Regions from separate parts of the Gasterosteus aculeatus genome. Here all the other regions are linked to region 2. A link is a contact called in public Hi-C data. All regions are on one chromosome and are shown on one strand. Each heading gives the region's core, a stretch centred on a gene start, on an enhancer-like site or on the middle of the called end of the contact. The rest is flanking DNA. Distances are from core to core; before and after follow the strand shown.

Evidence for each region. Hi-C and Micro-C count contacts between places; a contact is called where the count stands out from the background.
Region 1: a contact with region 2 is called in a Hi-C map of liver, with 1.7 times the contacts expected there. The contact joins the enhancer-like site here to the promoter of jarid2b in region 2. A contact is called at or near these places in 3 of 6 Hi-C or Micro-C datasets (liver, skeletal muscle and whole body).
Region 3: a Hi-C map of skeletal muscle shows a contact between it and region 2, with 1.9 times the contacts expected there. The contact joins the enhancer-like site here to the promoter of jarid2b in region 2. A contact is called at or near these places in 2 of 6 Hi-C or Micro-C datasets (skeletal muscle and whole body).

Annotation. Positions count from the first base shown.
Region 1 is chr10:7,312,920-7,317,209 of fGasAcu3.hap1.1, forward strand. All of the region lies in intron 5 of jarid2b (jumonji and AT-rich interaction domain containing 2b), which reads right to left. Among protein-coding and RNA genes, the nearest start is that of LOC120826105, 19 kb to the right of the region's middle. Within about 2 kb of position 1,637, at least 4 of the 9 cell types and tissues checked have open chromatin away from gene starts, as enhancers often do. A contact at or near this core is called in liver, where this site is marked.
Region 2 is chr10:7,375,759-7,379,856 of fGasAcu3.hap1.1, forward strand. jarid2b (jumonji and AT-rich interaction domain containing 2b) reads right to left here and starts at 2,133. Exons shown (of 19, transcript XM_078081402.1): 1 at 1,352-2,133. The coding sequence starts at 1,396.
Region 3 is chr10:7,336,222-7,340,576 of fGasAcu3.hap1.1, forward strand. jarid2b (jumonji and AT-rich interaction domain containing 2b) reads right to left here. Exons shown (of 19, transcript XM_078081402.1): 2 at 1,103-1,229. Among protein-coding and RNA genes, the nearest start is that of LOC120826105, 4.8 kb to the left of the region's middle. Within about 2 kb of position 2,955, at least 5 of the 9 cell types and tissues checked have open chromatin away from gene starts, as enhancers often do.

The DNA of each region.
Region 1 (4,290 bases), core at 387-2,886, 63 kb before region 2:
ACAATACTTCTGGGAAACAGTTTAACTGGGCAGCTTTCTGGGTTTGGGAAGAAAAGAAAACCTTCATTCATTTTTATGGTAAGAACAGACAGAGTAGAAACTGAAAAGGGGAAGGGGTGGAGCGGAGTGTGAAATAGAACAAATGTATGAAACACAGAAATGTTTTTCTCCTCTTTTAAAGGCTGCAAGGAGCAGCAGAGCGCTAGAAGACCAGAACCAGACGTCCAATAGAAACAGATGCAACAACAGCACAGATCTCAGATCCCCAAAATGCAGCTGGGACACAAAGAGACCGACACACAGGACCACCGGAGACCCTAATTCCATCCGGCCAGCTCACAGAGAACACGCGTGCATGCCCATATATGTACACGCATAAAAAGACAGATCCCAGTGCTTCTTGAAGGCCCCCCTCCCAATTACACCACCTTTTCCTCCACCTCATTCCGTGCTCAGACAAATCATAATTAGGTCTCAAACATTCTATTGGAATTGTCATTTTCTAAGGGGGCTCTTGGGTGGCTGATGGGCGAGGAGGGGGGGGGCGGGGGGCTCTCTTTTGTCCCCTTAACTGAAACTGAAACAATGACGACTATTTAAATAGTCAATCAGGAGGCTTTAGCTGCCGTGGGGACACACTGAAAGGGCCACGTGAGTGCACAGGAAGGGGGAGGGAGGTTTTAAGGGTTGGGGTCAGAAAGGACTATGTGGGTTATTTTACTACAGCTGAGCGCTGACAAACTGTGTATAAGTCAATAGTGAAGGAACAGTAGAGAGAAAGCGTACAAGCCACTGAGAGGGTGACGGATTACTTTTCCAATTTACATTTCTTGATGTCAGAACACAAACCCCACAAACAGTGGATGTGCACTTGAGGGAAAAAGCTGAATCTGTCTTGCTTGTGTGACCGACCTCTGCATCGTGAGTGACAAGAGAGTCACAACTGTAGCTTTCAGGCTTATCAAATAGCAATCGTACATTAGAGAAAGAAAAGTTCCTGGTCCCTGAGGGAAATTCACTTGTCACAGCAACAATGTACTCGAGAGCCTCATGAGTCGCTGTCAGACTTGAAACCCTATTCCCAGGAGCAGAAATGTGCTCTTAGTTAAAGCTGATTCACACACAGTAAAAACACCATCAAACAAAACTCACATCTAACAACCCCACTGCAGAGACAGACGTCCCAAAGCCCAGTACCCGGCATTGGTAGTATTTTCCTCAAAAACCAGATGTGAAAAGTCCACATTTGCTCACATGTGTGATCACATACTCAGAATCTGAGGTCTCTGGTTCAGCAGGTCAGTGCCGGAGGTTATGCAAGTAGAGCAGAGGAACCCGCTGAACCGGAGAGGAAAGGCACCCCGCTGGCGCTGGCGAGCGTGGAAGAAGGCCCAGAGGGGTACTAGGTGGAAACGGTACACACGCGCTGCTGGAATACGGACACACGCACACAATTGGAAAGAAAGGCGCACTCCTTAAAATGGATCTTATGTAAGGGACTCTTTTCCAGGATGTGTGTGTGTGTGTGTGTGTGTGTGCACAGACAGTTATTCATTTACACCCTAATCTGTTCTTATCTGTTCTATGTGGATGTGAAAAGAAGCCCTGAAAAAAACAAACCGTGCCCGATATATATTGATGAATACTTTAAAGATGCAAGAAAACAACAAAGTAAGAGTGTAACCACTGACACTTGAATGTCTAGTGTACATCCATGACAGCGATCCTTCCTGAAACATTGGGGCCATTGCCTTAAACAGTGGGCAGCTTCATTTGGGGAGAACCTGGCGTGGGCCAGAAATAGACCACGTTCTGCTGCTGGCAGTGCTGCCCCCAACTGGCCGACGGCATCAGTGCACCCTGCGTGTTACCAGAGGTAGACGGAGCCAGAGGCGGACTGTCTGGCTTCCACCCAAATGGCTTTCTCCGTGGATATAAACAGAGCAACGACAGGCCTGGACCACACACATAAACACCATTCTGAGTGCACGGGCATGGCCTGAGCACTCCGCTGGTGTGTGTGTGTTTGCAGGAGGACGAGATGAGCAGTCAGATAAATACAGAATACCAGCCGTAGACAGTGTGGGTGGTGAGCACACATGATCCGCATCCTTTTAAAACACAAGAAACAAATCCTGTTTTGGTTTTTTTTGTTTTTGTTTTTTTTACTTCTCTGTCCGGTTACTCCCACGTTGCATCAGAATGCTGTCTTCAGATACAGCAGCTACCCGCTTCATTAATGTGGGGGCTGTAATCCCGAGAGAATACGTTTTTTTACAAACTTGGATAGAGAAATGAGCCAGAGTATCATGCAGAATGAGTGAGACGTCATGCTGAGGGCTAAAAAGCACATAAAACTGATCTGAAGCTGTAAAATAAGCAACAAAAAATAAACAACTGTTGTGAAAGCTGAACTTGGTATCGTGACATTGTGATTTAAAAAGGGACTGTTTCACCGCAGAAATCATACAATACATCTTTTCCCTCATAATTATAGAGCTATTTATTCAATTAGATTGTTGGCTTTGGAGATACCGTCTCTCTGAATGCATCCCTTCCTACATCCTCTAAAACATAACGGATCACACTCGGCCTCTGGTGCTCAGAGCGCCAAAGGAGGAAAGTATATTTGAACAAACGAAACTCTATTGTCGGAACTAACGACGCGGTTAATCAAGGTAATCCGACTACCTTTTGTGCGCAGTTTCATGTTTGAACCGTTTTCCGATAGTACCGACATTCAGCTGCTCAATGGGGAAATGTGTTCGGCGTTAAAGCATCCCTTTAAATTGTGTTTTCACAACACGGACTGACACAAGAGTTTTTGTTGCTCACTTTACAGACTGAAATGCTCCACGTTTTAACTGCTTTTATGTAGCTGTCAGCTGCAGTCATGATAGAAGCCTTGTGGGGTGAATGCGTATTGTTTACCAGATAAGAAAAGCAAACACTGCAGCGGGTGTGTAGGTGTGTGTGTGTGTGTGTGTGTGTGTGTGTGTGTCTATAAACACTGAACGTTTGACCTGGGACAGCTCCCAGGAATCCTCACCGATGGGGTTTGGGAGAGAAAAAGGTTGCTGAACGTACAATTACAATTACTTTGAAAAGTGAGTTTGAATGAAATTGAGAGAAATAATCGAGGAGATGACGCTTTGGTGATTTGCATAATATAGCCAGAGGTGCTGTCAGGGGCTTCCGGGTTGCAGACGGGAGGCAGCCTAATGTTTGTGGAGGTCAGATCACCGCATAGACGTGCATCTAGATCTTAAAAGGGGATTTGGGGGTTTCAGAGGATGTCCAAGACTTGTCCCTTTAAAAAGATTAACCAAGCTAACGCGGCTGTGTCTCACCGTACACCCATAATGCACACACACACACACACACACACACACAGAAGATGAGCAGGACGTCAGTGGTGAGCATTGGCTCACGCACACACTTCAACACACTCGCACTTCCACACAACCTCAAGGGCTCTGCTGACATTCTCCCGTGTCCGTCTCTCTGTGAGGGTCGCTACATACGGGTCACGTGAGAGGCCGAGGGGAGAAACCACGCAGAAGAAGCCCCCTCAGGAAAATGTCATTCTCGCAGTACTCAAAACACACACACACACAGTGTTAAACTTGAGCTATAAATACAGCAGTAAGCGGCAGTTGAAAAAGCCCAGTGCAAAAGCATGCAAACATTAGCTTAGCAGCGTAGCCCCATTCTTAACAGGACCAGCCACCTACACCTCATTATGGAAGGCTTGACTTAGTTTAGCACCCACAGCCCAGAATAATTCCAAGTGTAAGGTATACGGGACATCATATCATTAGCCTACGTAACAGCCTGGCCTACATATGCAGATCAAAGCCCCCTGCGTTCTTGAAGGAGCCCTGAAAGGTTAAAACGGCGTTCTACATCGGAAGCGCTCTCGTCAGAATAGCAACGTATGGCCATCCTCTCCCAACGGGTTTGAATCTAAATTCAACTCTCCTGAGTCTTTAGCCTACTTTGTAAGGCGGGCGGAGGTTAATGATGATAACGGTAAATTCATCTGAAGCAAGCGGCTCTGTCTTCACGCCCGCTTCAACGACACGTTGGAGAAAAAGGAGTGAGATATTTAACAAAGGAGAAGATAAAGTAGTATAAAGAAGGCACGTCTAAGGCTGTGGCCCTTAACTTTTTTTTGTATTCAGGCCGTGAATGCGTCACTCCCTCGCCTTTGTAAGAGGGCTGTTTGAGACGGTCATGAATCTAAGGTGGAGCTTATGATTAATTGAAGTCTCCCGTGAAGGGTCATTG
Region 2 (4,098 bases), core at 883-3,382:
CAGCAATCCGTAAATACGCCAAATAAGTGCAACAAACTTTGGAAAGACAAGAAACGCGGGGGGAGAGAGAAGAGAACCCGCAGAGCGTCGTGGCGTCCGTGAGAAGCGACCCGCGCGGAGGGATCGGGACACTTTACAACCTTACACGTGTTGGGTTCACGCGGACCCGCGTGTCCCCGGGAAACCCTGCCCGTGACACTTGCAGAAATAAAATGGTCGCTTTCTCGGTATCGCTTGGTACACACACACGCGCACACACGAGCCCCTGCAATGCGACTGGAGAACACAGCCGCTTTAAAAGAAGGAGATCGGATCATGCGGAAACATTGCGCTCAACTGCGGCGCGTGACGTGCGGCTTAAACGTCGAATTCGGTAACCGAGGACCAGAACCGCCGCAGGGCAAACACGAGTTATTCCTAAACGGGCTGCTGCAATACCGGTTCTGTTAAGCAGAGGTCACACACACACACACACACACACACACACACACACACCGGCGGACTCCCGGTGAGACTAATGGCGTAACAACAGAGTCCTCGTGCCGCGAGTCGGGAATTGAACGAACACGCTGACCCCCCCCCCCCCTTCCCTCCACTCTTTATGGAGAAAATTAAAGAGCCACAACAGTCGGCGAAACACGTCGCTTTGCCATTCAACACACACGCACACACAGGGACAGACCGCCTACATTGAACACAACTCTGCACGTAGGCTTCGGCGAGGTGACGGGTGCTCAGATCGCGTCACGGTATAAAGAACTCGGTTCGTGGGGTGAAATGCGGCATCGGGACGAAATGGAAGCCGAGCCATGCAGAGCCGAGCCGAGCCGAGCCGAGCCATGGCCGACGGGCTCGCGTTCACGGCTCCGGGGAGGACGGAGAGGGGCCGCGAACAAAAGCCCCTTTCTGGAAACAGTTGCCCCCCTCCCCTGCCCAAGTCTTTCGAAATGCACATCCTTTTTTAAACGGCTTTATCTCATAGCCGGAGACCGAGCACGAACCCACAAACACACACACACACACACACACACACAAACAAACACACACACACACACACAGCAACATCACGCGTTAAAACGAGTCAAGACGAGCGAAGCCGCCCCCCCCCCCCTCAAAGCAAATAGCCTCAAACACGCCTGATGTGGAAGAAACGCTGCAGCGCGGACCCTGAATAAACATCGCGGTCCCTTTAAATGCATGTTTTTAAAGCATGTAATTGTTCGCACGCTCACAGTCGTCACCTTTACGCAGCAGCCTCGCTGGTAACCTTCACAGTGCGCGACTCCAAAGTTCGAGCATTTTCATCGAAACGAGCGAGGCAGAACTTGAATATAGCGATTGCTTTACTTACGTATTTCTTTTGAATGATATTCCTCTTAGGTCTTCCCTTGCTCATTATGCAATCCCCCCCCAAAAAAATGTTTGGCTATAGAGAGAATGGCCACATGGATTTCTTTTCTTTTGACTCTCGCCTCGGTCTCGGAGCACCACCAAATGACGATTTAAATCCCCGGCTCTGTAGGGGGGGGGGAGAAGCTCGCTGGCTCTTGCAGAATCCTCCTTCGGCGTTTTCCCTTTAAAAACTATTCGGATGTAAATCCCCCACCCCCCCCCAAAAAAAAAAAATCAAGGGTCGACGACGGACAGAGAGGGACTGGACCCGGAGCCGCTTGGGGATAAATAGTCCATAGTCAAAACAAACGCACGGCAATAAGTTCCATTCGCCAAAACAGCTCGGCGTCTCGTCTGCGCGCACTCGCTCCCGGCTCCTTCCAAATGCATGAATGTACTTCAGCTCGCGCCCGCAAGTTACATCCTGTTCGAGGCGACGACGCGACGAGAACTGAATAAATACAAATATAAATAAATAAAAATATAAAAAACGTGACGCGTCCCGGTTTTTTTGTTGTTGTTTTTGGTCGTCGTCGTCGTTGAAAAAGCCGGAGGCTGCGCTCGACGTTCGGGCTCTCCAGCGGCACCGCTCTACTGACTGCGCTCGGCTCCTTTCTTCCCCAGCCTCGTCCTCTCAGCCTATCACGTCGTCGTCGTCTCCCCCCCCTCCGTTCAGCGGCAACTTCGAACCGCCGGTGAGACCACCACCCCCACACCGGCCCCTCGGGCCCCCCGTGGCCCCTCGGCCATGTTATCTTTATGGACTCCCGTTGTGTTCGGTGGTAATTGCAACCGGCAGTTTTACAGTAATCGTGACAATAAATTGTGCGTTTTCATTTTCGCTGGTGAGGCTGCGTGTGCGTCGGTGGGGATGTCAAGGAGACACGAGTGGTCACCAGCAGGCTGAGGTTATAACATTCTATTTTATTGTGCCTGAGCAACAGTCTTTTTGGTACCTTACATTAATGGTATAGTTGTATGTGTTTTTTTCAAACTTTCTTAGAGCAAAATTAGTCATTTCAAGGTAAAAAAAAAAAAAAAAAGGAGTTTAATGGGGGAAAGTGGTTGTTCCCTAATTATCATGTAAATGTCAGGCCCCAACCCCCCAATCTCCTCACTAACTGAATAGCAGCTTAACACAAGACAATTCCTTTTGCTTTCAGGAGCACTTGCAGTTTTGGGGGTTTACTTAGACTTTAGAAGGTCCTAGCCTCAAGTCTAGCTGTGGAAAAACGTGTTTACACATTTGTTTTCGTGAGCTCATGGTAAAATACTTTGGTAATCAGATTAAGCTCTTCCCTGTGGAGACATACAGGGGGACACCCTGGGGTGCCAGCTGTGGCTCCCCCACTTTCTGAATAGCTGCTGTAAAATAGATAAGTCCTTACCTATAAATCTGCTCAGTCACACACTTCAGATCCGTTTTGCTCTGATCTGTTGAACCGATCTGGTGTCTAATTACATTTTCACACGGTTTTCAACAACACTGTAAAAAAAACTACAATTGGGGTTAATTCATATTTAACAAATACATATTGCTAACCTATGTACAATAGACAATGTGTAGCTCGTAACCATATTAAGTTGATTCCAACACATTCCATTGGCTTACTAATTGGATTTTACTGTTGTTGTTGTTGTTGTTTTTACTAAAATCAGCCGTAAATCACTCAGTAGAATTTAATTGCAATTCATCAGGACCGTAAAAGATGCAGAAAAATGTATACATTTTACTTATTGAGAGGTCTTTGATTTTAATTAGCTTACAAGTCAACTCACCGACATTTTGCACCACATGCGCATTAATCATCTGCCACAAAGGGAAAAAACAACAATGCAAGCACAGTCCCAGCCCGATTTAACCTCAGTTTAACAAAGTGACTGCACATTTTCAGATTATCTCTTCATCTTTATGCATCAGATTACAAAGCCTGCACCAAGATCTTTGAAAAATTGTGTCCGTATGAGGAGATTCATGCTTAGTTGTGAAGGTATTATTCACACTTGTGTGTTATCCACTCTGCCGCGGCTGTTGTTGAGCTGGCCGGGTGTCCTCATCCCCCTCACTAGAAGTGGGCTCGCCGTGTCATTATTCTAATATACTGAGTGGGACGGTTGCTCTGTATGAACCATGGAGGTAGTTAAGAGTAAAGTGGGTGTGTAGGTGTGTGTGTGGTGTTACAAAACCCCATGTATATAGTTGCCTTGCCTTGTCTCCCAGGTATGACTTTAAAATACAACTTTAGTTATCTGTACTCATCTGTGTCCAGTGTTAAAGCTAACCATGGTCAGGCGGCTACGACCAGGATGAGGTCACTGAAAGCTCCACTGAGGTTATGGATGGGTCCACCACCTTGGACCGGACCGAAATATCCCAACTAATTGTGATGACATATTGAACAGACACCTGTGGTCCAACAAGTCCCGCAATAATTTAGTTTGGTACCGACACACATGTTACCCTCACACTTAATTATCAGAACTTTGATTACATGTTGACATTTTGCCATGTTGATCGTCTGAAGTTCATGGCCCCTGATTGGTCGCCTTAGTGGAGGTGAGGCAGAAGATCCATGTTCTCTTGGACAGCTTGAGCATCTTGTTCACAACAAATATCTAGTTTAGGGTGGAGTTCTGATCGAGAGCCTCGGTCCTAACACACACACACACACACACACACACACACACACACACACATTCAGGCTC
Region 3 (4,355 bases), core at 1,705-4,204, 39 kb before region 2:
ACTGTAGGAGCTTCCACTTTTTAATTAATAATTATTAATTACTCTCGGTGCATCTATTCGTCCATGTTTAAATGAGTCCAAGGATGAAAAGACAATCCTCTCCTTTCACACAGGTGTTTCCTGTGCGAGAATCGAGTCCCATCAATTGATGCGTATGCAAAATTGAAAAAACTGGTGGAAAGTGCTTCTTTTAAAGGAGGCCACAGTGAGACAGCAGCTCGCTGCCCACCGACCACAACAAAGGGAAAATGAGGGTCCTTGATCATCTGTTCTCCTTGGATAAGTCAAATTAGTTTCTGTCGTCAGAGTAAACACGCTTAGTCTCCGCTTACAAACAGACTAATAAAACTGTCGCCTTCAATTAAAAGGAATGAAGAGCGAGGCAGCGAGGACAAAAAAGCCGACAGAATTGGCAACTCTGACATTTACGCCACAAAATGCCAGGGCAGCCGGTTCTTTGCTTTCATTTAATCAAAACAAGGCAAAAGTTTTCTGCATGTCAAATTGATAGATCGCCTGCAGTGGTGTCTGCCTTTTGTTCAATTTGAATGGACTTGAGCCACGTAAAGATGAGTACTGGATAAATGTTTTCTAACATCTATATCTATTGTCAGAGCAAAGTGGTTGATCAAACTTGTTCTTGGGCTGGCACGCAATGGTACTGGATGTTCAAAGATCGGTCTAAACCTCGGACAACCTAAGGTAACCGTACCATTCCGAATAATTTGCCTAAAATGCCTATCCAATGCGTACCCAAAGTAAATTGAAACGCCCCCTCAACACTCATCATCACCGTAACAACCACTCGTATTGAATGATAGCAGCAACAAACTGAAAAAGAGGGATTTTATTTCCACCTACATATTTTTTTTGCAAACCGGTAACTGAAGCTGACTGTAGTTGGGACTCATTGGATGACAATCAAAGGGGAACACAGCATGAAGCCCTACCAAGATGTCACAACGTTACCACAGGAAATGAATATTTGAAAAATAGCACCAAACGTGGTCACATACACATAAAAAGGCTGCCAGTCTCAACATTTGGACTCTATGAAAAGTGACCCTGAGACGTGCTCACTACAAGCATTGCTGACACTTACCATTGGAGTTTGGGGGTCCATCACCGTCGAGCTGCCGTTTCTGTGCGCTCCTAAACTCCTTTAGGGACAAGTAAAGCACTTTTCGCATAACCCGCTCCTCTGACCACGGGATCCCATCACTGTCATCCTGCGGAAACATCCAGAGAAAAAGGACGGGTCAGCATAACGTAACATTAACTGACTGAAAGCAGTAAAGTTGTTTTTTTCTTTCATCACTTAAATAACAGCAAAGGGAAAAAAAAGTGTCTATCAGTCGTGGTGCCAAAACAAATCTGAACAAGCCCCCTTTGGCCACACAAGGAAAACGTAACACAATCGTAAAACATTGTGTAAAATCATTCCCTGCCATTTCTTGCTGTATCGCGACATTAGCGCGACACAACACTAGGATAACACAGCGTTAGCTTGCAGCTACACACAGGGCAAAGCATTTGCATAACAATGAGCAAAAGGACTGCAGCTCCGCTCAATGCCACTATAGAAGAGCGATGTGGTAATGAATAGGTAGAAATCATCACGGGACGGCGAGTTCATGTGTTGCTAATCTCTCCGGGCGCGAGTGAGACAGAAGAGGTTATTGTCAAAGAGGTCACCAGAAGTCACACACACACACACACACACACACACACACACACACACACACACACACACACACACACACACGCACAACAATCCTTCCCCGAGACATGGCCAACATGACGGCAAAATGTACAGCATATTAGAACCTCATTCAACAAACGACATTGCTCGCACTGAGAACTTCAGCGGCTGAATAGAAACAACATTCAACTGCAACGAGCAACGTGAAAAAGGGTCTTTAGCGAGCGTCCGATAGCGATAGCCGCGCTTCTCTTCCCCCTTTCCTCTACGCGCATTACTGCCGCAGCTGTGTTTGATGTCGAACAACGCTAATGACTAAAGGAAATGACATTAGGACATGAGCGACAACAAAGAGGTATTAATAAATGATGGCAACTGGAAATAGCGTTTCTCTAGTTGAGCTCTGGGGCGTGTGGATTTCAGCTGGAAGGGCTGAAAATAGAAGACTAATGCATGTTAATGAATTAAACACAAAACGTTTCTCATCCAGCAAGCACCGTGGTCCAGTGCTGACACGCTGTGATGATGGATAAATGATGCTTTCTGATCAGTGCGAGCGCCTCACGGCTTATCATAGCTGCAAAACTTTGAAATGAACACACACACACTCTGTGTGAGTGACCGTAGACCAAGATGAGCCTCGCTGTGTCACCACTGTTTACGGTCTAATTCACAGAAAGCCAAATTGAAAGCCACAGGTGGGTGAGGGTTTCAATCACAGTCAAATCACAAAGAATTTGGTGTGCACGGCTCCTGGATTCCTACGAAAAATGATGCGACCTCATTCACTCACTTGATTCATTTCACAAGTCCAAATATTTTCTGACAGGGCTGAAGACTCGGTTTGTTTATCGTGCTTTTGTGTTGTTCGCTCTTCGTCTCTTCAGCAGATGAAAATAAGCTCGCTTATCGAGGATGAGGCCTCAGCCGAGCTAAGGTGGTGAGTGGGGGGGCGGGGGGGGGGGCAAGATTAAAAGCTGATTAAAATTAAAAGCACGATTAAACGCTGCGTGTCTGCACATGATGGAGCGGATTGGTGACAGCCCGCATACGGACAGGAAGCCGAGCCACGGTGGAGGTGGCGTGCAGCGCGCGCCGCGCGGCCGCGACCGTCACACTGTCACTGCCAGCAAGAGAGGTCGTGCAAGTATTCATTTATTCCATTTTCCCCTGCGGTTAATGTCATCTAATCCATTCTGCGCATGGGTCGGCTGCGCGTGCACAAGCACGTGTGCAAAAGCCTGCCAGGGAAGCAGCAATTACAGCTCACAGTGAGACAGCTCACTGGCACCCTTCCCCTCGTAGAGTGTCACAGGGCCAAATGCACGGTGACACACATATGAACACACACTATATCTGTGGGTTACAAACCCAATATACATATAGTGTTTCGATTGCATCCTTGTCCACACACACACACACATACGCACGGCTGTACTAAGAAGACAAAAGAAGTGCTGTAATCTGCATTTCTTTTTCCTCAGGTTTCCTCACAGCGGCCCAGCGAGAGTTCCTGCTCCAAGTACACATAGCAACAAAAGACATCATCTGAGCAGAAGGGAAGAAAATGCTGAGTGACGTTTCATCAGCTGAGGGGGAAGAACAGGTTTTAAAACTCGGCTCTATTACAGCTGCCGTGCCCTGAAACCTCGCCGGGGGTCATCTCGGGTCATCTTGTAAATGGGTTCTCGCCACCAACACTGCAGGTTAATTATTTTTCTGACCTTCGAGGGGGTTTCCCCATCTCAAGGCGTTGCTCTCCTTTCGCTGTCCACAAAAGCGAGTTCCCGCCTACATCTATGTGCTCTACAGGTACGACAATAAGTAAATAAAGAAGTGATGGACAGGAATAACATGCAGAATCCTTCCGGAGACGCTCTTGCTTGCCAGAGCGCTAAGTGAAGCATGACAGAGGAGGGGAAACATCTACTCAAATACGCGATGAGACCAAATCGTGTTGCATCGCAGACTCTCAGACAGCGCAGTGTGCATATTTCTGAGGTATTGCCAGAGCTCTTTAGAGACAGTTCTTACACAGAGCAGCCGAGTGCTACCTGGCACCGACACACACACACACACACACACACACACACTAGACCCCGTCCAGCTCCCATCAGGCTGGTGGAATCCCACTAATGAGCGCAGGGACCTTTTCTGTGCACACAAGAGTGTGTGTGTGTGTGTGTGTAGCCCAGTGATGCATCAGGAGCACTATGTGCCTACTGTCACCCGCCAACCCAACCAACCCCCCCCTATGGTACACACAGGTAATCCCACCGACCCGCAGAAAACACACAAAGACACAGGCGGATACCTTTTATGCATCCATGGAGTTACTGTGCTTTAAGGGCATGCCTCTACCTCTTCCACTGTCTCACACACACACACGCACACGCACGCTGCAACAACGCTGGGGTAATTCAAACATTTTACTCCACAAGCCGTCTACCAAAACACGAATGGAAATCTTCGCTACTCAAAGTCAAGTAAAAAAGAAAAACTGTTTTATCAACAGTGAAAGAGCAAATGTTAAGTATAAAAGGATAAAAAGTCAAGAGTCTGAGCGGCGTCAATCCATCACTGCATCTGTATCTGCTGGTCTAACTGGATGAAAAGGGGAGCTGGTTCCACATCATAACCCCAGGCGTACTCA